Regions from separate parts of the Sus scrofa genome. Here region 1 is linked to region 2. A link is a contact called in public promoter capture Hi-C data. All regions are on one chromosome and are shown on one strand. The core of a region is the stretch at or near the end of the contact, and the rest is flanking DNA. Distances in the headings are between cores, read along the strand shown.

Region 1 (4,736 bases), core at 2,112-4,611, 690 kb after region 2:
TAAAGAATCAGAATTGTCATTCGGCACCAGAGAAAGTGACTAACTAGAAAACCTTTTAAAAGCCACACTACTTTCTTGGGCTCTTCGTGCTACTAAACATTTCCCCATTACACTGTGTTTCTATTAATTAGAAAAGGGGTCTAACTTGAAATGCCTGTTATTGACAAGCTTATAACTTTTTTGTAAAAAAATTGCTTATCTCTGTTGTCTTGTTTTTCTACAATGAACCCTTATGACCACTGAAATAATAATTCACACAGGTGTTTTATTTAACAAGAAAAGTGGATCTGGTACTCAAACTATAACCTCCTTGAAACACGGACCAGCACCCTGGGTTCCCTGCACAGACATCCTTTGCACCTGTGCCTGGGGCTGAGCCAGGGTGGAGATGCTGAGATGTTTTTAGGTACTAGCATCAGGTACCACCAAGATACACCCAGTTCTTTCCCTCCTGTTCACCTCAGCTTCCAGAACCATGGGCTTCCCATCTACAGAATATACTGCCACAGCCCTCCAGGCAGAGTTTATAAAACATGACCAAAAATCCTAAAATACAGCTGGGGATTTTTTTAACTTTCACGTTCACTGATTTAGGAGAATCAATGACACAAGAGCCAAGTTACTGTGGCAGAGATCCAATTTTAACAGGTAAAGGTAACTCCTACCCTCATTTTAGGCTGTCCAATGCCAATCCTTTCTGATTACAGGGGGGAAAAAAAAGCCATCACGTTTAAAAGCATCACGTTCAAATACTTGACCCAGTTAAGCCTTCTGTTTTTAACAGTTAAGTGCTGACCCTTGATAGCCTCTTCGGCATACAGAATGCAGCTGCTGCTGAACCTTCCAAGATCTGATCAGCCAAGAACAAGTTCACCACCAGGCACAAGGCACTTTACACCATGAAGGTGTGAAGCTTGTTCTGGTAGCTCAGTGATCTACCATGAAAAAGGTGTCTGAGAAATTGTGACTTCCCAGCTAACAAAAGCAAAGGGCATGTGAAGAAGTAAATGAAAGGAAAACACACAAGAGGCAGTAAAGGTGAAGGCACTCTGAGGCAAAGGAATAGAAAACAGCAGAATGACAGGCTTCAGAAAAGTGTCCGTAGGACTCCTATTAACTGAGCCAAGAGAAGTTTACTCCACCCAAGGCTCTCAGAGGCACATAGGCTACATGATGAAGCCACACACACGCATTTCTAATAATGTAATACCTAGCGAAAGCTGTGCTGTACTTAAAAACAAATTGCCTTTTCACTCCCTCATTCCCTTATCTTCTGAAAATCATCTACAATTTAGGTCAGAGCCTTACCCTCTGTTAGTAACTATTCTGAGAGACAGATTTCAACAAAGAATGATAGTGTCTACACAGTAGTGTTTTATTGCACGATAACAAAACTGCCAACTTTAAGGATCTGAAAGATGTGACCACTTTGGGCTTATGCTGGGGCTGAACCCTTCCCCTTCCCTAATTATTCCTCAAAGGAAATATATCAGGTGCTGTGGGCAAAGAGGGAAAACATGTCTAATTACAACATGTGCCCTTGGTGGATAAAAAATTTGAACATTCTTGAACTCTGGCCACATTTCAGAAGACTTTCCACTTATAGCTTAATCTCACTGAAGAGGAAAGGTTAAAAGATCAGTTGTACTTCAACCAGGGCTCAATCAAAAAAAAAAAGACACAAAGAGAAAATGACCACATGACTTACCCTCCACACATAAGGGGAGCCTGTTGAAAACTCAAGATGACCCTGACTCCTTATCAAGCATTTACAAAGGAAGTGGTTTTTATTTTAAAATTAGGGCTAAAAATAAGTCCACTCCACTGAAAGAAAGACACATTTGAATTTAAAGATAGATATGCAAAGGCTTTGGGCCACAGGTGGTCTTAGAGAAGCAGTCCCAGATCAAGACCGCCCATCCATAGCCCACCTGCCTTTGCTTTACCCAAGTGGAAAGACAGCACAAGAGTCTTCTAGTGTGCCTGCACAGGGCTAATTAAAGGGCTGAGAGAGGAGCAGGAAAAAACCTGGAGAAATCCAAAATGAAAACACATCTAATTAGGTATTCGGATTGGGAGCTATTGCTCAAGAAGCCCTCAGCATGACCTACAAGTTGTAACCTCTCTAACCTCCTGTTCTTTGACTCTCCCCTTCCCCCACCGGATTCTGCAGGTCCGGCTTCCTTGATGCCCCTCCAACACTCCAGACTCTTCGCTCCACCTGCACCTCAGATCCCAAGCATCCTCCAAGTCTTTGCTCAAATGCCACTGTACAAGGAGGAAAGAGGGGTCTTTTCTTTTCCCGTGATACTTTTCAACTTCTAATACGCCATATCATTTACTTTTATGTATTTTATCTGTCGTTTACTCCTCTCTCCCTCAGATAAGATCCAGAACAACAGGGATCTTTGTTTTGTTCACTGATGTATACCCCAGTTTAGAACAGTGCCTGGCACTGAATAGGAGTTGAAAAAATATTTTCTGAATGAATGAATGAACCTGACAGTAAACTCCTGGAGGACGTCGAAAGGGTGATGGTGAGGGGTGAAATGAAAGCGGGAAGAAGCGACGGAGAATTCACAAGGAGAGGCAGAGACTGACTGAGGCTGGGACCGACCCACATTTTCTCCCTGCAGTGCTGATGGGAGGCGGGAGGCAGTGCACGGTATCCCACCAGCGGCATCAAATAGCACTCAGAAGCAAGCTGCTAAGATAAGCAAGCTCTACACGCTCGCTGAGAAATTCCAAGGGCAGGGCAGACCCACCCGGACTGCAGGCTCTGGGCAGGTCCCCACGGGGGTCCAGACCCTTCCAACCCTTCCCCTCCCGCGGTGCTCCAAACCCCAGCTCCCCTCCACTGTAGCCAGGAGCTTGAGGGCCGCAGTACCTCCCCGTCTCGGGCCCCTTCACCTGGTCGCCAGAGAGCCGGGCCCTCACTCGGGCACCTGCCTGCCTGCGCCGGGAGATCCCCACCCGGGTCGGCGGGGAGGCCCAGCGCGCCCCTGGGGATCTCACCCTGCCCGGCTTCCCTCCCGGACACCGGCAGGAAGCGCTCGCGGCCCTTCCAGCGGCAGGGAAGGGGCTCCCGGCGCCCCTCGCCCCGGCCGCTCCTGCCCGACGCCCCGCCCGCGCGGCGCCTCCTCACCTCTGGGCGCACGTATGACACGAAGGAGGGCTTCGGCGCCTTGGTGCCGCCGCCACCGCCGACTACCCCTTTCCCCAGCATACCGCCGCCCTGAGAAGCAGCGACGCGCGGGAGCAAAGGCGGCCGCTCGCAGCGGCCACCAGCACTGGCGGCGGGGGCTCCGCCCATCCCCAGGGCCGCGGCGGCCGCGGCGCCGCCCGCATCCGGCTCAGCCGCTGACACCGTTCGCCCCGCCCAGGCCCGCGGGCCCCGCCCACTCCACGGGGGCCGAGGGTGTCTGGGACTCGCTGCCGGAGGCCACGCCCCCTCCGCTCCCGACCTGCGGGGCTGACTGGCGGATACTCGCCTTCCGAGATAGGTCCCTTTCCTTATGTTCGGCAAAGCCCGCCGTCATGCGTCCTCTGATTGGCCAGAAGGCTCTGCGGGCCTAGCCCCCACTTCAAGCCCCTTTGAATGAACCTGGAGCGATGTTTCCTCTGACCAATCCAGAGAGCGTTCTCTCCGGACTCCTCGGCGATTGGATAGTAAGAACATCGCAGTCGCCCACAGATTCTGCAGTCACTGAGTTGTGAGCTTTGATTTACTGCAGTCGTTCTCTTCTCTTGCCATTTTGGAATGAAATTTCCCCAAGTGCGCGGTGTCAGATATCACCGAATGCGAATTAGACAAACCAAGTGATAAGAGGCATCTAGGAACAGGTTTAAATATTTGATCATAAAAGACTTTGTCGACCTCATTTTTCTAAACTTTTGTGTTTGTTTCTCTGTGTTTCTAACAGAATGACCAAAGCCTTTAAGAGGTGTCTTTCATCTGCCTTCTCCAGTTCCGATAAAACCCTCATTTTTAGTGAAGATTGTAAAGAAAATTCATTTACATTAGACATTTGACGCTAAGCATAGTTTTAGACACAGATGAATAAGACAGGACCAGCTCTAAAGAAATTCAGTCTAGTGGAAAAAACTAATAATAAATATTTGCAGTTAATTTTCTCGCTATCAGACCCTGCTAAGCATTCTAGTCCATCAATGGCTCTTTACCCTCTTCTTCTCCATGACTGCCCCATGGTCACCAGCAAAGCCACTCCAAATAAACATAAACTCTAAGCGAAAATGAATGTGCTTACTTTTGCACACATAGGTCAGGACAAGTCCTGTGGCCTCATTTCAACCAGATTGCCATCCTTCAGCCTATCAGATACTGCAGTTCTGGAGCCACCCCTGAATTACATTATCCTGGTTCTCAGGTGGAAGAGCAAATGCAAGTAATTTATCCAGATCTCATAATAAGTCACTAACAGAGCTGGGATTCCAACCCAGGTGTGTCTGATTCCAAAGCCCAGGTTCTGAACATTATAATTATACAAATTGGGAAGAAGCCCAATAAAAGAATGGTCAATTCTCTTTGGGAAGGCCAAGTCAGACTTCATTTGAAAGATATACCTTAGGGAGGTGTTGGGAATGACGTTATTTGTGGAGACTAATAGTATTACTTTATATTTCGCAGAAGTTTTTACTTTTCAAAGTGAAATGGGAGTTTCCGTCGTGGTGCAGTGGTTAACGAATCCGACTAGGAACCATGAGGTTGCGGGTTC
Region 2 (5,456 bases), core at 1,903-4,402:
CACCACTCCCAGAGCTTCACTAGGTTCCCTCTCACACACTCTGCTTTTTCTTGGCAGGTCCTATGGTCACCAACTCATTACCTCGCTCCACCTTTGAGGTCCGCCCACACCTCAGAACTGCCAGTGCCATCAAGACTGGGCTCCAGGATATCTTATTAATTGCTCTGGTCTGGGTTCCCAGCCTTGTATATGGCCCAGTGGAACACAGTTCCCCTCTCTCCACAGATCTAAACCCTTCCCACCCTCAATGGCTCAGTGCCACTGCTTGCTCCTCTCTGTTCTCCCAAAATGACTGCCATTACCATCAGACCACTCACCATGAGCTGCCTTGCATAGTGACGTACTATCTGGATATGTCACATCTTCCACAGATAATATAAGCTCTAGAGGAAAGAAAGAATAAATAGACATAAAAATGTTTCTCAGACTGCTAATGCCAGAAGATATTTCTAAAATTATCTTAACACAAATTTTGGAGTTCCCATCATGGCGCAGTGGTTAACGAACCCAACTAGGAACCATGAGGGTGCAGGTTCGATCCCTGGCCTTGCTCAGTGGGTTAAGGATCCGGCATTGCCGTGAGCTGTGGTGTAGGTTGCAGATGCGGCCCGGATCCCACGTTGCTGTGGCTCTGGCGTAGACTGGTGGCTACAGCTCCAATTAGACCCCCTAGCCTGGGAACCTCCATATGCCACGGGAGTGGCCCTAGAAAAGGCAAAATAAAATTATCTTAACACCAATTTTGCATTCACGAATGCATTTAGCTACTAACAAAATCAAGAGCATGCTGAACCAAATGAAAGTTTGCAACTAATTTTCAAGATACCCTTAATATTTATCTTGCTGACTCAAAACAATCAGTAGCTTAAAAGGCTGGAAACTTAGTTTATTCCATCTCTAATCTGATAAAAGATTAGAGGGAAAAAAAAAATCACTTCCTTTTTTTTTTTTTTTTGGCTTTTTAGGGCAGCACTGACAGCATATGGAAGTTCCCAGGCTAGGGGTTGAATGCGAGCTATAGCTGCCAGGCTTACACCACAGCCACAGCAACATGGGATCCAAGAGCATCTATGACCTACACAACAGCTCAAGGCAACGCCAGATCCTTAACTCACTGAGCAAGGCCAGGAATCAAATCTGTGTCCTCATGGATGCTAGTAAGATTCTTTTCTGCTGAGCCAGGAAGGGAACTCTGAAAAAATCATTTCTCCTCTCCCTCTCCATATTCTAGTTTTCTTCACGGTGAGGCCGGCCTTCAAACTTACCTATAATTTGTAAACACAAGAGTTATCGTTGTTTCTCATCCTCATCAATTCCCATAGAAAAATATTGTGAAAAGAATGGATCTCCAAACACCAAACTTGAGCAAAATGTTTTTAAAAAACACAAATAAATATCAACTGCAAAAAGCTTTAGTGCAGAAGCATCTTTGTAAAGTCTTTCTAACTAAAAGTTTTACCTATCAGCCTAAGGTAGATTTTCAAATGGTTTGTGAAAATAATATCAGATGATTTAGCTGTATCAATCACTCTGCTTACTAAATAGCGGGTAGCAAATAATATCTGATTAATGATGATTATTCAGTCCAAGGCCCTCATGATAAACTTAGGATCTAGACAATGATCTTGCTATCACAGGCTACTCGGGGCAACAGAATCAAATTCAAACTCCATGCTGAAGTTTGGATTGCAGGGACCTCTGCAATCTGGACCCAACTTCTTCCAGGCTAATCCTCCACTACCTTCCCCATCAAGCGCCTGTCACCTACGATTTTCCCTGTTGCCTAATCAAACAAAGTACTACCACCAAGCTTGTTCTTTGTTCCCGCTCTTCTAAAACCTCCTACCTGATGATTTGCCCATTGAATTTCTAGCCCTCTACCTAGGTCAGATGCCACCTCTTTTCTTCTGTAATGCCTTTCTTAGTTCCCTTTAGGAAGTAATCCCATTCCTTCTAGACTCCTGTTACTCTCAGTCTGTACTTACTTCTTTATAGCACTTACCAGAGACTTCCTCATATTATAGCCATGTGTGCACATGTCTAACTCCTCCACTAGATTATTAGCTCCTTGATGGATTGGATTATTGATTCATAGTCATTTCTGAATCCTTCACAGGCCCTGGCAGAGTATCCTGCACATAGTAGGTGATCAATAAATGTTTACTGTCTCACTAATGGTATGTTTCTAGGTTGCTACTGTACATTTCCACACTGCATATATCTGCAACAGATGTGCATTACCAAAACCAGACAAAAGCACGTCTTTTCACTGATTCATGCAACACTTAGTGAGCCTACACATGTCACAAGCCCTGAGCACTCAAAGATGAGTAAGATACATAACCTGGATTACTTATTAAGCTCAGAATCCGCATACAGATACATTAAATATATGTATTAGGATAAACCCAAGAAAAGAGATATGCACAGGGTCTAGGGAACAAAAAAGTGTACTGAATCTAGAGGTGGGCAACAAACAGGATCAACAACACTCTTGAACAGTGTGTTCAGACTGCTGTTGAACACTCACTATCAGATCCTTATGGATGATTTTAAAGATAGAATACCTGAAAACCCTAATTATGAAATCAACTATTAAAGGCATGGTTAGGCTGTATTGTGGATGCAAACTTTAATTCAAATCAAGGACCTCACTGCAACTGGAAAATTATTTTCTGCGTCTGCCTACTCCTAAGTTGCTGTTTCGAAGCAGAGAAACTTAGGGAGCTGTTTTGCATAGTTAACACATCCAGGAACATCGGTCCATGTAAGAAAGGGTTGCAAAGTGTGACTACGTTTTTAGTAACACCCTCTCTCCCTGAGTTGAATCTGCAGGCTGGTCATCTTCGTCTAACTGATCTGTAATTGCATGTTTCCCCTGTTTACATCTCCCGCCAGACTGTGAGCCCCACGAGGTAAGCTCCTGGTCTCCCCTCCGACACCCGGGCGGCCCCAGGCCTGGACCACCGCATGCGCTCCACAATGAATGAAAGGTCTCCTTCTTCACTCCTATTTATTTGTGGGATCTGGGCCTAGGGTCGCTTTTTGCTCTTAGCGGTAGCTCTGAAGAGGGACTACCCTATCTAACTCCCAGGAGCCTCTCGCCCCAGCCCCGGACTCCAGCCCGGTTTAAATCCGGACACTCCAAAACACTCCCTCTTCCAACACCCTCAAACTGCCCCTTTTACCTACAAGAGGCTCTCGGGATCTCCGTCAGAGCAAAGCCAGACTTATATAGCGGAGCCGCCAAGACCTTAGCGCCGCCTGCGCCTCCGGAACAGGAAACCGAGAGAATTAAAAGCAAACCTGAAAGCTGGACCACAGTAGGGAAAGCTCCTGGACTCGCCGCAGCGCCTTGTGCGCAGTGATTGGCGCATCAATAAGAGCGACGGAAATCTAAGCCAATCGCCTTCGTCAAGCCCTCCGGTGCTCTCCCCCTGCCCCTTACGTTCTCCAACCCGGAACCGCAACCGGGTGAGCGCGCGTTTCCACCCGGGAGTGGAGGCAGGGCCACAGCTGCGGCAGGCCGGCGTCTTCGCACTGAGCTTCAGGCTCGCTGAGACGCTTCCCCGCGCGAAAACATGAGTGACTCCGCGGGAGAGCGCCCCCGGCTCCGGTGCTACCCGGAGCTCCCCGTTTGGGTGGTGGAGGATCATCAGGAGGTGAGCGGGTGGCTGCCGGACGCTGGGGCAGAATCGCCCGAGGACTTAGGGAGCGGCGGAGCCTCGGCCTCGGAGGCCAGAGAGATGACGAGAATTAGTAATTCACTCGAATTGCATTGCTGTGGGGGAAACACCAAACGGGCTAGCTTGGAAGAGTAGGCGCAGACGTTTATGCAGTGCCCGGCAGCTCATTTAACCCCCGCGGTTTGTTCGAAATCCCACAACACTTTAGCAAACTAGTGGTGTCAGGATTCGAACGTGGGCGGTCGAACTACAGAGCCCGGAGTCCTTAACCTGCACTTTAACGCAGATTTCTTTACTGTCTCCTGGCATCTCCATCACAGCCCTGCTGTGTAAGGGGGAAGCTTTTTGTTAAGAATGTGAACTGTCATCTGTGACGTGGGTACTAAGTGTTGCTCATTCATAAGTCCTTTAGGAGTATTATTGTGTGCAGAGTGCGTGCCTAAATCTTTTAACACCGCATTTATAAACATTAAAGATATTTTCTGTATCTGTAGTATTGCTGCTTTAGGATACCTGTTGTAATCTAGACTTCCGAAAGCCTTCGAGAGTCCCATGGATCTAAGTCTTTTTTCTTTCTTTTTTTTTTTTTTTTTTTTTTTTAATAGCAGTAGTATGTCTTGAGAGTTCTCTGGATATTAAAGAGGAAGAGGGTGATTCCAGATTTGTGGATGGAAAAAGATAAGAGAATAAAAAGGAAGTTGGATTTCTGGGGACCTAGATGTAGTGCATATGGATCTGGGAGAAAAGAGCAAGCTTGGGTTTGGTGGTGCTTTCAAATTCAGTCTTCAACTTATAACTCTAAAGACTGAAACAGAACACAGAGCCTTGTAGACCACATAGCCTAAAAGTATAGAAAAGGCCCAGAGACCCAGAGTGTCCAGAGCATACCTTTAGTGCCAGAATGTGTATTAACTATCAGTTTTTTCCCCGAGTGCCAGTCCTTGTCTGCCTCCCCACGCTATCTTTAGTTCATGGTGGAGGCAACATGGCAGCCAGAGATGCCCACTAAAGCCTTCAGAAGTGTAACCTGGAAGTTCTGAGGAAAAAATAAAGCTTAAGATGATTATCTATACCCATCTTCAATGAACAAATTTTATATTTTCCTACTTTTTAACAACTTGGTGGACTCAAATTATATGCAATTATGTTTAGCATTATTTTTCAGCGTGCAGTTGGGTGTATGTTCATGATGTCAGTGCCTATTCTGAATGTGTGCCTGTGTCTTTTACAGGTTCTGCCTTTTATATACCGGGCCATTGGCTCAAAGCATCTTCCTGCAAGTAACATAAGTTTTGTGCATTTTGATTCACATCCAGACCTCCTTATTCCTGTGAATATGCCAGCTGACACTGTATTTGATAAGGAAACGCTTTTTGGGTAATATTTTGTTAATGATCTCTTATGTGCCCGAAATACAATTTGTGGTAGATGATAAGCAGTTATGGGAAATAGTTTTTTCGAAGCTCCTGAGTTTTGCTTTTGTTTTGTTTGCCTTTTTTATTTATAGCAAGTATGAACAAACTTGTTCTTAAAGGGCCAGATAGTAAATATTTTAGGCTTGCTGGCCATATGGTGCACCTGCTTATTTTTGCCTTTATAGTGTGAAAGCAGCTGTAAACACAGCATCAGCAAGTATCAGTGGCTGTGTTCCAGTAAAACTTTATTTGCAAAAACCAGTGGCCCAGCCAATGTTTGCCACCCTCTGCTTTAGAATATAGGATTTTAAAAGTAGAAGTAGAAGAGACTTTAGAAATTATTTCCTTTTTCCCT

The links. Promoter capture Hi-C pulls out the DNA fragments that hold promoters and counts their contacts.
Region 1: a promoter capture Hi-C map of liver shows a contact between it and region 2, with 3 times the contacts expected there. The contact joins the promoter of MTMR12 here to the promoter of DROSHA in region 2. A contact is called at or near these places in 2 of 5 promoter capture datasets (fetal liver and liver) and 1 of 2 datasets of contacts at active chromatin or transcription factors (skeletal muscle).

The regions. Positions count from the first base shown.
Region 1 is chr16:18,534,532-18,539,267 of Sscrofa11.1, forward strand. MTMR12 (myotubularin-related protein 12) reads right to left here and starts at 3,362. Exons shown (of 17, transcript XM_021077144.1): 1 at 3,146-3,362. The coding sequence starts at 3,313.
Region 2 is chr16:17,844,802-17,850,257 of Sscrofa11.1, forward strand. It overlaps DROSHA (ribonuclease 3), which reads right to left and starts at 3,153. Exons shown (of 35, transcript XM_021077126.1): 1 at 2,003-3,153; 2 at 318-383. The coding sequence starts at 334. C16H5orf22 (UPF0489 protein C5orf22 homolog) reads left to right here and starts at 3,471. Exons shown (of 10, transcript XM_003359737.4): 1 at 3,471-3,662; 2 at 4,918-5,063. The coding sequence starts at 3,582.